Regions from separate parts of the Mus musculus genome. Here region 1 is linked to region 2. A link is a contact called in public promoter capture Hi-C data. All regions are on one chromosome and are shown on one strand. Each heading gives the region's core, a stretch centred on a gene start, on an enhancer-like site or on the middle of the called end of the contact. The rest is flanking DNA. Distances are from core to core; before and after follow the strand shown. Region 1 has its middle 190 kb from the start of Gm10445. Region 2 overlaps Dysf (dysferlin).

Region 1 (4,880 bases), core at 1,159-3,658, 110 kb after region 2:
AGATTTGCTGAGGAAGGGTGGGGAGCCTTAGAGGTTGGCCTCCTTAGGACTGTCATCATAAGGCTGAGAAGTTCGGCTTGACCACAGCAAAAGAGAAAGAGGTCTCAGGTACCCTGCCTGCTTCAGCCTGGTCCACAAGATCAGTTAGTGTCCTTGGTTTCTTTCCCCTCATGTGCCTGCCCCCCTCCCCCGACCCCCAGCAGGGTTTCCCAAGAGGCTTCCCAGGGCCCATAGTCTGCTATCTGTTTTAGGCAGAGCGGGACAAGCAGCTTTGATCTAAGCAGGGCCGTGAGATTATTATTTGACCACGGCTCTCCTGTTGTCTGTCAAGTTGTAGCAACCATCTCCAAGGTTTCCAGTCACATGGAACCGATGAATACATCCATTATTTGTTCCCAGTACTTCTGAAGGACAGGGTGAATACAAACCCTTCTAAACCTCCAGCTGATCCTGCGAAAGGATGCGGTCACAGGTGCCCCCACTTCAGCTGGGCATCAGGTACTTGGCAACTTGCTCAAGTCCATTCAGGCAGGCAGCAGCTAGCTGTACCAGAATCCCACCCCTGCCATCAGTCTGTCCCTTGTTCTGCTGCTCCCTGGAGTGGGCAGTGCTGAAGGCCTGGGGATTGCTGCTACCCACCCTGAGGATGGGGAAGTGGAGAGATTCTGACTGTGTGGCCAGGACTAGGCAAGGGATTCATTTTTCCAGTTTTCAAAGTCACAAATAATAAAAAAAGTCATACTTAGAGCTTAGAAACACACACACACACATAGCTCTGAGCATACATTAGGTAAAAGCAGGGTCTGCCCACATGTGGCCTTACCCTTCTGACCTTGCCTGGCCCTAAAGAGACGTGAGTGCCCATGGCTGCCTAGTGCTCCCGCTCTTCAGCCGACAACCCAACCCCTAAGGTGGCCTGCTGCTGAGACGCATGAGGACCCTCATGCTTGGCATCTCAGGTGGCAGCAGTGAGTGGGGGCATGGGGAGGTGATGCAGACCCCATGTCCTCTCCTGTCACATGGTGATTGATTCTGGGCTGAGTTGGTTTGGGTGAACACGTGGCTCTGAGAGCTGGCTGGAGTTCACTTAGAAATGGGGAGCAGATGCCGAGGGAGGCCTGTCCATCAGCCACCTGTGCAAGCGGAGTGGGGGAAGTGCGGTAAGTGCTATTCCACGCTGCCTCCCTCTCCAGGTTCTGGGCCCCCAACAGAGGCTAGGAGTGGCTGGCTGCCAGGCCCTCCATACTTAAAGGCCTGGAAAAACCAGCCAGTGCCTAAGGTCTCCATGCCAGGAGGGAGGATTACGGAGCTGGGGTGCAGATGGTGGGAACCAGCCTTCACGGTCCACCTCTGCACAGTGGCTTTCCTGCTGGATGGTCCCCAGACCTCCCAGATCTAAGGCCCTCCCTGGCCACCTTCATATCTCCCTTAACAGTGCTGTTGGATTGGGGGCCAGCTTTATGCTTCCATGATCCTCAGCTTCTTCCTAAAGGGACCCTGAATATAGACCCAGTCACACTGGGATACTAGCAGATGAATTTGGGGGTGGACTTAATTCAGTCTATAACAGCAGACAAAAAAAAAAAAAAAAAAAAAAAAGACGGGTGTGGTGGCTCAGCTGGCAGTTCCTGCTTTCGAGATGTGAGATGTGGAAGAAGGAGGATCTGGAGTTCTATATAAGTAGTTGGGGCCAGCTTGAGATATATGACAGCCTATATCAAAACAATAACAACAAAAATAAAAAGAAAAGAAAGGAAGGAAGGAGAGAAGGGGAAGGAAAATAGGAAGAGAGGGGAGAAAAGAAGGGAGGGAGGGACCGGTTCCACAGTCAGCAAGTTTGGGAACAGATGAGAAACTTTGATCAGGCTCCTGATTGCCCTGAGAACCAGGGTGACCTGAAGGAGGTGCTGAGCCTTGTGTGGCCCCTGAGCTGCTGCTGCTGCTGCTGCTGCTGCTGCTGAGTCCTCTGTGTAGATAGTGTTCTCCATCTGTGGGACCCGCTGTCCTGATGGACAGCTGCACAGCTCTGGCTGACCAAGTCCTCCAATCGCCGCTGCACTTGAGGATGGGCAGCAGCTGGAAGGGGCTCTGCCTGGCCAGTTCATGGTCACTGTCAGCCTCAGCCTGCCAATGTCATCCAATCTGCCCGTGTGGAGTGTGGAGCAGCTGACAGGTTCTGCGCTCCTCCTCCCTCCCCCCTCTCCCCTCCTCTTTCTCTCCCTTTCCTTCACCTCCTCCTCTCCTTTCTTCATGTTCTTTCTTGGGAGGGCCCCAACGCTGACTGGCAGCTATGCCCTCTCTTGGCCCTCCTGGTCGTAGCGGTGCTCCCATGGCCCCAGAGAGCAGCTTTGCCCACAGATGTCTCCATGCTAGTTGGTGTGTCTGTCCATCTGAAGCTGCACAGCCTGTTACAGCTCACACTTCCCACAGCAGTCTGGTGTCTGAGCCCTCAGCAGATGGCCCCCTGGGTTCTATTTGTAGCTATCTAGAGTTTTCTCAAGCCCCCTCCTCTGAATGTTCCTGCATTCCTCTGAGAACCAATTTTAAAGTTCTGTTCCATCCAGACATTGCTGGAGACAACAATCCCATTTCTCAGTAGATGTGTTCTCTGTCAGTCAGATTTGTTCTCGCTGTACAAAATGCTTAGCATAAAGACATTTGTCTTAGTTCACAGGGTTGGAGCTCTGCTCTATGACAGGTTTGTTCTGTGGCTTTGAGCTTGTGGTGAAACAAACTACTCATGCCATGATCCAGGGAACACACACATGCACACACACACACACACACACACACACACACACACACACACAGACACACACACACACACAGAGAGACAGAGAGAGAGAAACAGACACAGAGGCAGAGAGACAGAGAGACAGACACACACAGAGAAAGAGAGAGAGTGTGAGATGAAACAGAAAAAGACAGACACAGATAATGGGGAAGGAGTGGCTGGGGTCACCATCCTCCAGTGACCTGAGGACTTCCTACAATGCTGCTTTCCTCAGAATTTCTTCCTTCCTTCCTTCCTTCCTTCCTTCCTTCCTTTCTTTCTTTCTTTCTTTCTTTCTTTCTTTCTTTCTTTCTTTCTTTCTTTCTTTCTTCCTTCCTCTCTCTCTCTCTCTCTCTCTCTCTCTCTCTCTCTCTCTCTCTCTTTTTTAGGACACTACCATCCCTGGACCAAGCCTCTAGGGGACAGGGCAGGTTTTCACAGCTGCTTTCAGCCTTGCCTGGAAGCTGAGTGAGAAGAAAGCTTACAGCAGGGTCACCCTTCACATTCCTCAGTGACTTTTCATTTGTGGTCTTCCAAGATAATTGGTTCTCAGAACTGCAGACACTCACCTGGTAAAGGCTTTAGATTTTTGTGGTTGTTTGAAGGAAAGTTTATGTATTCTGAGTTGTGACACCCCCATCCAAAAAGCATGAACACACTGGTAAGCAAGATGGTGAGACAGGGACTGGTTGTGGTGATTTCTGCCTGCCCTCTTCACCAGTCCTTCCTCAGCCACCCTGGGTGTCCCTTCCCTGACCACACACACCTTGTCACTACACCCAGTGGTTTGGGCTTCAGGGTGTGGTGGGGAAAAGCCAGAACCTGAGAATGACATTCTGAGTTGATTCCTCTCTAGTTCGCTTCTCCTTCGCCCCTCATTTTGATTCCCCTGGGTCCCACCCCTTACCCGTTTCCTCCTAGGCTGGAAGGCAGGGCCAAGGTCAGCTCCCTGGGGATGGAGGTTCTTTCTGGGCACACTGTGGAGTTTCCTGCCTAAGGTCCCTTCACACCAAGGACTCAAAAGAACCTTGCTTGCTCTACACTGGCTCGGCCCTTCCCACTGCTGGCAGTAGGCCATCGCCCTAGTCTGCCAGAAAGTGTATTTGATCTTTGAACCTAGGGCTGCCCTGGAGACAGACCTGGAGGCTGCTAAAGGCATTAGCATGGCTGGGGTGAGGAAAGGTACAGGCCGAGGGCAGGAAGCCTGGCAGGGACTGGAGGGGAGGCTGTCAGGTCTGCTGGGGGGCGGCTTCCTGCTTTCATTCTTAGTCTCTGATCCAGCTCAAGTGGAACACCTGAAAAGAGGCCCTTTCTTATTGTGTGGCCACTAACGCCACCATGGCTCACCTCTATGGATGATGGAGAGTCAGCTGGGCTATCCTATAGCCTACTTTGCCTGGAACTGTTGGAGTTCATCCCTAGAATCTAGGGAAGGCCTTGTAAGGAAGCTGTGCTCAGCTCTGCACAGCTCTTGGGAGTCAGCTGACTCTCTTCCAGTCCCTTCCAGGCTGCTGGGTGCAGCAGCAGCCCAGTTTCTGAAGCCTTGCTTGGCTTTCCCCTCTCAAAGTCATTTTTGCATGATGGACAGGACTGAGCTGAGGGTGGGGGTACTGCCTAGGGATGCAGGGTCTTTCCTCAGGGTGGTCTTTGTTTTGGTCCTGTGCAGGCTTGCATAGACCTCTAGCTATAGAAAGCTTGAACTTTGTGAGGATGAGAGACACAAACTCCACTGTCTTGATCCCTGAGAAGATCTGTGTAGTGTGAGGAGTGGGCCAGTGGGCTGAGAGTTAGTAGGGGCTGGGAGTGTGTGTGCTTGTCTTTAACTGGGGCCAGGACAGCATTAACTGTAGGTAATTAACTGTAGTTCTCACAGGAACTTCTTGAATGTGAACTTGGCATTAAGGTAATGGCTTTGAGACATCAGGGTACCAGAGAAGCCCCAGGTATCCTTGTTCTTCTAAGCCACCCAGGAGCCTGGGGCTGCTGACAGACTTCTGGCTCTGTTAAGATGACCTAGGACCTTGTCCTATCAGACTCAACAAGCCCTGATGCTTTGCTCTTTGGATACTGAAGCAAGGCAATCTCACAGGAATTACTGGAGGTAAGC
Region 2 (5,462 bases), core at 2,848-5,347:
TTTAAATAAACAGCCCTGAAGAAGCCAGTGTCTAGCCCAGCTGCTCTCTACCTTCTCCACTGGCCTCCTCAGCTACCTTGTGTACTAGGAGTGTCCTTTCCCTCCTCAGTTTCCTATTCAAGGCTGCTCAAAGCCACCTTCTTCCAGGTGGCTCTTCCAGGCTTACCTCTTGGAATCCTGCCCTGTCTCTCCCTCTTAGCTGCCTCCTCTCTCCTGCAGCACAGGCAGGCAGAGGCCGAGGGCGAGGGCTGGGAGTATGCCTCTCTCTTCGGCTGGAAGTTCCACCTGGAGTACCGCAAGACAGATGCCTTCCGCCGCCGCCGCTGGCGCCGCCGCATGGAGCCGCTGGAGAAGACGGGACCTGCAGCTGTGTTTGCCCTCGAGGGGGCCCTGGTACATTGGGTTGCATCTGGCTGGGCATGGGTGGGGTACAGCATGCCTTTCCAAGACTGATGTGGGAAAGGCACGGAGCCCCCAGGGTCATGGCTTTTAGATGGAACATTGGCCAGTCATCCTGGCTTTGGTCCCGGTGGGGTGGCATGTGGGGAGAGTGAACAGCGTTCTGGGTGTCTTCCTAAAATAAGACAGCTTCTTTCTTGACACTGGAAGACCCACTGCTTCTCTGAGTGTGAAGATGAGAGCAGAGAGGGAGGCAGCCTGGGCCTCTGAGTGGCTCACCAGACAGCAAAGCCAAGGGACTTGAGCTTCCTGCAGAGATGGGCTGGGATAGATGGGAAAAGTCTGGGAGTGACTGGAGAGGTCTGGTGACGCTGGCATATCCCTGGCTGGACATAGTTTTCCCCAGGCAGAGACTTGCTAGGGTTTAGGGGAGATATGCACCTGCGAAGGGGAATTTTTGAATGGCTACCTGTCCCCTGCGGCTTTTCCATAGTTAGTAGTTCTGAGGTTGGCTCAAGTTACTCAAGATCTGGGTGATGAGTCCCAGGAAGAGATGATGGCATACAGCCTGTTCTCTGCCCTCTGTTCTGCTGGACTAGAGACTCTTGGAGACAAGATGAAAGGCCTGAATGAAACCACCACTTCTGACATGAAGCCGGCGTTACGTGTGCATTCTTTGTGGGTGCTCTGGGGTATGAACCTGGGAAGCAGGCCCTATGATTAGCCTGTATACACAAGGGTATCTGTATTAGTGTCTATGTGCAAATCAGTGGGTCAGGGCAGCTTAAGGCCTGGGAGAGTCTAGTGGTCCAGGGGTGGGTCCAGGAGTGATGAACGGAAGCAGAGAAGGAGGTGGCAGACAGTGGTGGCCCCTAAAAGCTGACCAGAGAGGCCCTTCATCTCAGCAGTACAGGAGAGGAGACCCTCTGGAGGCCAGGTGACAGCCTGTCACAGACTCATAGAGAGAACCTTTCAGTCCTAGACAAAGCCTGGGAGAGAAGAAGATTCATCAGAGAGCTGTCAGTCAGGACAGGAGCAGATGAGATAGATCTGTGGTTTTTATGAGGCAGGGCTATGGGTGGCTGACTTTGTCCTGTGGTGGCCTGGTTTGGGCACTTGGCAGGGTCTCAGGATAGTCCTGTGGCTGAGGTTGGAAGTGGGGGAGGAAGAACTTCAGGAAGGCCTGGCAAGCACTGAAGGGAGTAGACTCATTCCAATTAGGCTGGGGAGATGAGTAGTGTGGATATTACAGAGAGACTCCACTCTTATGGGCTGGTGAGCAAAGGGGCTTTGGGCTTTACTTAGCTGGAAAGTGCTGGAGAGGAGCCAGGTATTAGGTGGCAAGAAATTGAGATTTTCAGGGCTGGCTTTCTTCTTGGAAGCAGCGGTGATGCCGGTGGCAGAAGATATGCCACGTCCTGATAGCCACAGCTAGACAAAGTCACGCTGTCCCCCTCCCATATGGAGAGCCCAGAGTGGCTCAGTTCTGGGAGGAAAATGGCCCCAGCTGATTGGGTGCCTGCACCAGGCCCTGTGCCTGCGGTGGCAGGTGGGAGGTTTGGGGTGACCACACTTGGACTCTGTGATTGACAGCATCACTAGCTTTGATAGAGGACGTTCTGAAAAGCAAAAGAAACTGAAAATAGTGGTAAGCAGAGAGTTCTGGAAGGGCAGGTCTGGGACTCTTACAGGCACCAGGGAGCTGGGGCTATGTTGAGCCTAGGTGAGGTCTGGCTGGAGCAGGGACTGGGGACCATGAGTAAAGTAGCTATGGAAAGTAACTGAGGGAGATGTCAGAAGATCCAGGGATGAGACAACCACATGAAGAAGGAGCCCAAGGACCAAGGTGGTATTTGGAATGGCAGAAGGAGACACAGGGGTGTTAGAGGCTCAGTAATGTTAGATGGGAAGGGAGCTGAGAGTGCGAAACTACAGGGTGAGCCCAGTGTTACTATGAGTTCACTGCTGGCTCTGATAAGTCTGACATTCAGTGCAGCTGTGTGAGGAGAGCAGATCTAGTGGCTGCCCCGCAGACCACCAGGGCAAGGAAGCAACTGGGGTTGGGTGTCAGCTGGGAGGGGTGGGACACATGGCCCCACATACTCATGAGATGTGAGTACTCAGACTCATGATCACACCCTACATGGCCCCATACCACACTCCCTTTCTACTGCCACCTTCACATGGTACTCAGAGACACACGCATGAAGGCAGGTTCCTTGGAGAAGGAAGTCAAGCAAGACTGGGAGATGTGGGCCCAAGCTTCTTGAAGTAATGACTGGAGGAATGGGGCAGGGTGGTCATGAGCTTTCTCAGAAGCAGAGACACTGACTACTCTTGTTTATGGAGGGGCATGTCGTGGGAGAATCACTGAAGTCACACGTCACACTGACAGACATGGAAGGGTTGGTGGATTTTGATTCATTTGTGATTAGCTTATGACACATGGAAGGAACCAGCCCCAGGAACCCCTCTGCATCTCTGGGGAACATGACTGCCAGAGAATCTGAGGGAGATAGTCTGATTGCTACGGTGGATCACACATAGTTCTGCAGTCTCCTTAGGGGTTCAGTGTCTGGACAGAGCCATTATCCTCTTTGGTAGTAACTGCCTGGATCACTTTGTAACTGAGCGCATGGAATCCTTTCAGCCCCACATACTCATGAGACATGAGTACTCAGACTCATGATCACACCCTACATGGCCCCATACCATACTCCCTTTCTACTGCCACCTTCACATGTTTCTAGTCTGGTCTAAGCTTCCTGGCCTTGCCCTGGAACATTCTGATGTCTTGGCCCAGGGACCAGAACTCACGCCCATGCTGCATCTCAGAACAGATTGCCTGGTGCTCTGTTACCAGGACACCACTGCTGGTCCTGATGTCTGCTGATGCCTGCCCTGACCTAGGTGTATGTGTGATAGGGTGACAGGCTTCAGGGGTGCTCCGGATCCTGCTGCATTTGCCTCCAATGCCTCTGGGACTCTGTTATATCATTCATAGAAGAGATTATATCTCAGCAGCCCTGGAAGATTAGCAGTGACTGTGCAGGCTAATGAGCAGAAGTCAACTAAGGACTGGTTACAATGCCGGCTCTGATGCAGCGTCTGAGTCAGGTACCAAGAGTCTCTACATCTAACAAGGTCCCAAGGGCTGCTGCTGCTGCTGCTGGCTCCAGGGCCATCTTTGAGTAACAAGGACAGAAGATAGCATGCATTGACTTCCACTTAGATGCTTTTCTGAGAGCTGCTGGGTGTATGACCAGCGTCATGGATGGTGGGGCAAGATCAGATTGCTTGTACTGCTGCTCTTTGGTGGATTCGGTGCTAGTAGCTTGGTCCATGAGGAGCTCCTCTGTGATTTGAGTCTGGGAAAGAGATACTTATGTGCGAGTGTGAATAAACCTGTTGCCTTCTGTATCGTAGCTGTTCTATAGTTATTCCAGGGTGACCATGCTGAGGGGGAGGGTGGTTGGAGGAGGTTATAGAGATCTTGAAAGAGCCAGGGAAGGACTGTGGGTGGGGTTAAGGGAACCTCCTGGGAATCTGATGGGTTTGACTGTCTGGGCCGCCGCACCAGGCCTGGTTATGCCTTGCCTTCCAGTACCCCTCCCCTGGCCTGTGCATCCTTGGCAGGGCTGGGCCTGGTCTGCCAGTTCCCTCTGGAAATCGTCTCTTTGGAAGGCAGGCCCTGTCTGCTCGTTAGCACCAGCAGCAGGGGCCAAGCCTGGCTCCCTCCTCAGAGCGGGAGGCCCTGGCTCAGTCTGCTAAGCGTCTGCTGTCTCCATCCCGCGCATTATTTTATTTTCGTATTATTCTTTTTCCAGCTAATATCCTGGCATTCCCAAAGACACCGGGTTTCATAATCTTCCTGGCGTTCCCAGGGAGCTGGGAATCGGAGTACAAAGCCGCTATTATAGCGTGTTCCATCAGCCTCCTCCTTACCCCACACCCCTTACTGCCGCCACAACCACCACCGCCCGGCTCCCACCCAGTTACCCCCCTCCTGACGCCACCAGCCTCTCTGGGAACTCTGGTGACGGCTGCTGCAGATTAGCTCACGGAATCTGTCCTGTTGCCCTTGCCCTAGGCCTGCCCTCCAGGCACAAGGATTTTTCCAAGCCCTGCCTCTGCACTTGGCCTTTCGAGAGGGGCAAAGCTTCTTGAGCTTCAGAGTAGTCTCGCTGGGAGGGAGGAGACAGGCCTGAAGCACGTGCTGGTGGCCTTGGTGCCTTCTAGAACTGAGAAAGACTTCCACGCTCAAAGGTGACATGTGAACCTTGGAGCTGCAGGAGAATTGGGAAGTTGGATGCATCTCCCCCTCCCCTGTGTGTGTGTGTGTGTGTGTGTGTGTGTGTATGTGTGTGTTCTCCTGACCCTTGTCAGATCTAATGCTTGCATATGTGTCTGTATGATGGCTAAATTCTAGTGTCAGGCCCTGGCATTATCTACTCCTCTAGGACATCCAAGTTTCTAAGAAAGATTTACTGTATCTTTTTTAACCACATATCACGGATCATGCAGATAGGTTTACATGTTGCCTTGTAGGCTGATATTAGCCCATTTTACAGTTGGGGACAACTAGCCTAGCTCCTGTCCACACATGGCTCTTTAAATTCTTTTCTAAAGTAACCAGAATAAGGAAGTGCACTTCCCGTCACACTGGGTGGTGCAGCTAGGGTGTAGTGATGTCATAGATGGGTCTTCAGGTCCTGCGTGTTACTACAGAAGAAACAGATCTGCGTCTGTCTGAGCACCTGCCTAGGGTTCCTTCCCCCTCCTCAGGCACTTTCTGACTCTTGGCCAGGCCACCAACTGCTATTTCCACCTTCATTCTCACTGGTGTACCTTTTCCCCCACCCAGGGTGCTTTGGGGTGGCTGTAGGAAGAGAGGATCTGAAGCCTCAGAAGGCTGCACTTGGCCAGGCTAGCATCCTTGGTTATCCTCGCTCCCTACAAGGATGCTAAGCTGGGTACAAAGTCAAACGGGCAGCTCAGTTCCTTGGGGCAGCCAGGTGTGGATTCCATCTCGCCACCCAGGGAAGCTGCCACTCAGGAAGCCT

What was found. Promoter capture Hi-C pulls out the DNA fragments that hold promoters and counts their contacts.
Region 1: a contact with region 2 is called in a promoter capture Hi-C map of hippocampal neurons, with 2.6 times the contacts expected there. The contact joins two enhancer-like sites. A contact is called at or near these places in 1 of 39 promoter capture datasets (hippocampal neurons), 2 of 484 Hi-C or Micro-C datasets (the N1E-115 cell line and nephron progenitors) and 3 of 9 other capture datasets (adipose tissue, embryonic stem cells and pancreatic islet).

The regions. Positions count from the first base shown.
Region 1 is chr6:84,230,148-84,235,027 of GRCm38.p6, forward strand. No RefSeq gene overlaps it. Among named protein-coding and RNA genes, the nearest start is that of Gm10445, 190 kb to the right of the region's middle. Within about 2 kb of position 2,409, at least 27 of the 459 cell types and tissues checked have an H3K27ac peak or open chromatin away from gene starts, as enhancers often do. A contact at or near this core is called in hippocampal neurons, where this site is marked.
Region 2 is chr6:84,115,829-84,121,290 of GRCm38.p6, forward strand. Dysf (dysferlin) reads left to right here. Exons shown (of 55, transcript NM_021469.3): 30 at 220-393. Among named protein-coding and RNA genes, the nearest start is that of Dysf, 99 kb to the left of the region's middle. Within about 2 kb of position 4,098, at least 28 of the 459 cell types and tissues checked have an H3K27ac peak or open chromatin away from gene starts, as enhancers often do. A contact at or near this core is called in hippocampal neurons, where this site is marked.